Linked DNA regions of Sus scrofa: region 2 is linked to region 1. A link is a contact called in public HiChIP or PLAC-seq data. All regions are on one chromosome and are shown on one strand. The core of a region is the stretch at or near the end of the contact, and the rest is flanking DNA. Distances in the headings are between cores, read along the strand shown. Region 1 has its middle 24 kb from the start of WDR5. Region 2 overlaps RXRA (retinoic acid receptor RXR-alpha).

Region 1 (2,576 bases), core at 53-2,552:
GGGGACATTGCCACCCTGCCCGAAGGCTCCGCAGACACTGCAGAGGAAAAAGCAGGTCTCAGAGAGCACATTTTTCCAGCTGTCCCTTCCCCACCATCAACGTTTCATAGCCAATGAAACAGCACCAAGTCTGTACCTGGGCAGAGCAACAGGCCCCATCCTCGGAAACACCGGAGGAGGCGGGCGGGGTCACCTGGGCCCATTAATGCACAGAGAAAAGTCTGGAAAGTGAGGCACCCTCTCCAGACCCGGTCCACCCTCCCCTGAAAGCAAACCTCTAGACAGAGTCCTCTGGTGCCAGGAAGAATTGTGAGAGATGCTGAAACGGAAGGAAAAAGGAAAAAAGAAAAAGAAAAAAAAAAGACTGCTGATCCTGCCCAGGGCGCTGGTGCCTCGAGGTCATCTCAAAGCTGTCTTACCATGGGAAACGGGCAAAAATGCAAAAAATGTGCCCACGGAAATGGCTGGTTGGTAAGAGGAGGGTTATTTTGCTCCTGTGTGGGTTTTGTGTTTTTCGTTTTTTGTTTTTGTCTTTTTAGGGCTGCACCTGCAGCACAGGGAGGTTCCCAGGCAAGGGGTCGAATCAGAGCTGCAGCTGCTGGCCTGCACCACAGCCCCAGCAACACGGGATCCAACCTTGTCTGTGACCTACACAGCTCACGGCAACACAGGATCCTCAACCCGCTGAGCGAGACCAGGGATCGAACCCGCGTCCTCACAGATACGAGTTGGGTTCGTTTCTGCTGAGCCATGACAGGAACTCCTCCTGTGTGGTTTTAAATGCACATGCATAGAATAGGTGTTCTGTAATGAGAAAAGATGGACTTTTGAAAGAACCAGCACTAGAAAGTGTCCAGGCTACACCTCGATAGAGATTTTCGGCGCCGGGCACCTGTCAGGCACCCCACAGGTCCGATGCTTCCCCACGCAGCCCGCAGCACCTCTGAGTCTCCTGTGCCATCGGGGCCCAGGAGCCTGGGCTCCAGACCCCACTGTGTGTGCTGCTCTGGGGGCACCCCGTTCAGGCATCCTGGAAACGCCCGGAGCCCCGGTTTCTCCACGTGGAAAATGGGACCTTGAAGCCACCCCCACAGAGCCCTCCCTGCGAGCGGTGCCCTGAGCCCCAGCCCCAGCGGGGAGGAACCTGGGCTCATTCCCAAGGCCGCAGAGAGCCAGACTGAGCGAGGAAGGCCGGCTGTGCGTGCGGGGCTGAGCTGAGCTTTAGAGGGGAGGTGCGGGCCCTTCCCCAGCGGCTCCATCAGCAGCTCATCAGCAGCCGGGGGACCCTGAGAGGTGCAAGCCCGCCCCCTGGTGGAGGACAGGGCCCAGTTCCCCACCCACCAAGGGCTGCCTGGCAGCACAGGACGCCCAAGCCTGGGGCGCCCCTCTTCGAGGAGAGCAAAGACAAGCAAGGGGCAGGAACCCACAGCCCGGAGGGCGACCCATAGGCCATGCCAAGGCCAGCGGAACAAGAGCCTGTGGCCAGGGACATCTCAGGTGGCCGATTCCAAAGGCCCCCGTGTGGTGCGATGGCTCTTAGCCGTGGCCTAAGGCTGACCCCCTGAGACCCAGCGGCCACTGTGGAAGTCTCGTGACAGCCCCTGGAGGTTCCAGGGTCACCAAGGCCTTCCGTTCCAAAAGGCAACAAGTCCTCGGGGCTTGTCGCCGTTCCTGGGAATGTCACAGCTTCCGCCTCCCAGCCGAAACTGGAAAGGCCTTGGGGGCCAGCCAGGCAGCAGGCAGAGGCCTGTGCGCTGAAGGTAAGCGGGGCAGGGGCCAGGCTCCCGCACAGCCGCCACCATCCCCACTCATGTACCCCCAGGCCCTGCCAGTGAGCTGTGTCCTCATACAAGCCCTGCATCCGGATTTGGCTCTTGTGGCCCGACACCCCTCGCTCGGCAGGATGGGGCTGGGGTTGGGAAGAGCGTTTCCATGGAGCCCCCACCTCTGGCTCTGCCCTTCCCTGCAGGGGCCAAGAACCCCAAGCGGTAACAGCTGATGGAGCCAGGCCTGCCCCACAGACGGCTTCCTGGGACAGGGAGACGGCCATGCTGGGGGCCCAAACCGGCCTCAGACACCCTCCTGATGCCAGCATCTCTCCCCATCAGGTGCCAACTTCCCCAGAGGAAAAATCAAGCTCTCCAAAGCCACCTGTGCCTGCAGATAAGCGCACTGACTATTATTAAGGAAGATTATTCTGCTCCGAGCAATCGGATCACCGCCCGAAGTCACCCACACGGCGCTTGCTGGGTGCTTCCCGGGGCCAAAGCAGACCGAGGGACTGCTGGACGGGAGTGGGCCTGGGTTTGCGGAACCAACAAAGCTGTGCCCAGGGGGTGCCCCGGTGTGGCCAAGGACAGGGCCCTTCTGCCTCCTCTTCCTCTGCTTCCTTCCCTCCCCTGGGCCCTCCCTTCTCCCTCCCGCAGGGAGGAACCTGCACCCCACCCAGGAGCCAAGACGGATGACGAAAGGACTAAAGGACTTGCCCCCGGCCCCCAGGCCTCATTTTCCACAAACTCCACGGCCCCCCAGCAGGCTTTTCTTTAAAAAGGGGTTGGGGAAAGACTCCTCGGCTT
Region 2 (2,576 bases), core at 31-2,530, 190 kb before region 1:
GACGAGGAGGCCGGGGCGGGGAGGGGGTGCCGCCCCGCCCGCCCGGGGTGCCTACCTTCACGCTTCATGCCCATGGCCAGGCACTTCTGGTAGCGGCAGTACTGGCACCGGTTCCGCTGGCGCTTGTCGATCAGGCAGTCCTTGTTGTCGCGGCACGTGTAGGTCAGGTCCTTGCGCACCGTCCGTTTGAAGAAGCCCTTGCAGCCCTCGCAGCTGTACACCCCGTAGTGCTTGCCTGCGGGCCCAGTGCCAGTGAGGGAGCCGGCCTCCCCGCGCCCCAGGACCCCGGACTCAGCCTCGCTGCCCCTGAGCCGGCGGCCCGGAGAGAGGACGGCCGGCCGGGCCCTGGGCTGCCACGCTGCGTGGGTGGGGGGCCCAGCCCGCCTGCGCCCCCATCAGCCCCGCTGACAGCTGCCTCCTCCGCCGGGAGCCTCCGCGCCACACACCACTTACTGCCCACACCCCCGACGACACAAACATACTAGAAGGCCCAGAGTGAAAGGCTTCGGGGCCCCCTCTCTGGCCGGGCCAGACTCCCCCTCTCGCCCCGCTCGGGGGTCCTGCAGCCCCGCTGTGCCCAGGGCTCACCTGAGGAGCGGTCCCCACAGATGGCACAGATGTGCTTGGTGAAGGACGCCATGTTCCCTGAGGGGTGGGCCGGGACTTTGAGGACCCCGTTGATGCCCAGCGGGGGCTTGATGTCCTCGCTGCTGCTGACCGGGTTCATGGGCGAGCTGAGCTGAGGAGGGGAAGCAGGTCAGCCTGGCACCAGGACGGTGCTGCCCCACCCCACGTTACAGACAGAGAAACCGAGGCGCAGAGGGGGCCCCGCCCACCCCCAGCCGCACTGGGGGCAGCCAGGCCGGGGGGGCTGTCCTGATTCCGGGGTCCCACCCTCCATGGGACCCCCACCTAAATAAGACCTGCCTGCCATTTCTGGGCGCTCCCCCAACAGCACAGCGAGAGCCCCTGGACCCTCTGCTGTGGCAGGTGCTTGAAGGACCCCCCACCCACAGATGAGCTCTGAGGCCTGGTCACAGCGTGGAGGGAGGAGGGCCAGGGTCCAGCCCCGCAGGCGACACTGTCCCAGCCTCTGTGGGCAGGGTGGGGGGTCTCTGATCACGCGACCCAATGAGAAAGGGAGTTGACGCCATCCCTCTACACACACACACACACACACACACACACACCCTCCGCCCCTCCCGCCAGCCTGACGCTGCGCCAGGAGGAAGCGTGGGAAACTCACCAGTCACCCTGGCAACAGCTGCCGCGGCCACAGTGACACAGCAGTTTTGGTTCCGCTGCACCCACCCCAGCTCTCCCATCAGCACCAAGGGCCCAGAGGTGCTTCCCGCTGCCTCCTGAGAGCCTGCCGGTCTCCGCAGGCGCCAGGACCCCAGCCTGGCAGCCCCCAGCACCCCCACTTCTGCAAACCCCCAACAAAGGCGGAAGTCAGCCCTGCAATGTCTCTGGACAGACGGCAGCCAGCCGGCCGTGCAGTGCCTGGTAGCCCGGGGCTGGGCCCTCCTGCCAAGGGAACCTCACCCTCTTCCGTCCCCGCAGCCCTGGGCTCCCATGCCCCTTTCTCACGGGACAGGAAAGCACAGGGCACAGACCACCCCAAAGGCTGTTTCAGCCCAGCCTTGGTGCCTGCAGTGCCCCTTCTGGCCCAGCCAGCTCTGGGCTCTGCCTCCAGCCTGTGGGTCCTGTTGTCCCGCGAGGACACGTCACCCACAGGGCCTGGGGGCTGCAGGGAGGCTGGGAGGCCAGCTCCAGCCTCTTGGGGCTGCCCACACTCAGGAGGTGGGGTGACAGCATGTCCAGGGGACCAGCCGCAGAACTAGGCGCCCCGTGTAACCTGAGAGCGTGCCCAGTGCAGGGTCTGCAGGCTCCAGGAGCCTCTCCCAGGGAAGGGTGCAGAGCAGGTGGGGGGCCACGCCTTTGCTAAGTGCTCCTGTGCATGGGCTTCCCCACGGGGCAGGCCCCGAGGGAGCGGCGGCCCTGCGGTCTCCTTTCCAGAGCGGACACGGAGCTGGGGAGGGCGGGGGACCGCCGAGGGCACACGTTTGCTCGGTGGCTGCGCAGGTCTGAGCTCAGGCCTCTGGGAGTCATCAGCAAACAAGAAGGGGCACCTGGGGCCCCAGAGGACAGGCTGGCCCAAAGCCACTGAGCAGTGCCATCCATCAGACCTGAGTGCCCAGACAGGCGCCTGGAGGCCCCTGAGCATGCGCCCTACCCGGCCGGCAGAGCTCGCCTGCAGGTGGGAGGGTGCACACAACTCGGGAAATTCTCTGACCGCTCTGAGCCTGAAAACCAGAAAACACAAGCACCTCCATCCAAGGGCACCGCCAGGGCGACAGCGGTTCGTGGGCAGCGCTGAGAGCATGGCTAACGGACCCAGCTTGGAGCAGCAAACGGCCTCTGCAGGAGCACCAGGCCTCGGGGACACCACCACAGCTGGGCCTCGGAGGACAGAAAGCGGCACCCCAGGCAGAAGGCCACCGAGCAGACCCTCGGGGACCGTGAAACCCAAGGACCGCCAGGCAAAGCGCAGGAAGTGGGTGCGGCCAGGAGTG

The links. HiChIP or PLAC-seq counts read pairs in DNA pulled down with a chosen protein or histone mark.
Region 2: an H3K27ac HiChIP or PLAC-seq map of alveolar macrophages shows a contact between it and region 1. The contact joins two enhancer-like sites. A contact is called at or near these places in 1 of 47 Hi-C or Micro-C datasets (liver) and 2 of 2 datasets of contacts at active chromatin or transcription factors (alveolar macrophages and skeletal muscle).

Annotation. Positions count from the first base shown.
Region 1 is chr1:273,583,032-273,585,607 of Sscrofa11.1, reverse strand. No RefSeq gene overlaps it. Among named protein-coding and RNA genes, the nearest start is that of WDR5, 24 kb to the right of the region's middle. Within about 2 kb of position 1,302, at least 16 of the 83 cell types and tissues checked have an H3K27ac peak or open chromatin away from gene starts, as enhancers often do. A contact at or near this core is called in alveolar macrophages, where this site is marked.
Region 2 is chr1:273,774,510-273,777,085 of Sscrofa11.1, reverse strand. It overlaps RXRA (retinoic acid receptor RXR-alpha), which reads right to left. Exons shown (of 10, transcript XM_021071603.1): 3 at 589-739; 4 at 56-235. Among named protein-coding and RNA genes, the nearest start is that of RXRA, 77 kb to the right of the region's middle. Within about 2 kb of position 1,280, at least 37 of the 83 cell types and tissues checked have an H3K27ac peak or open chromatin away from gene starts, as enhancers often do. A contact at or near this core is called in alveolar macrophages, where this site is marked.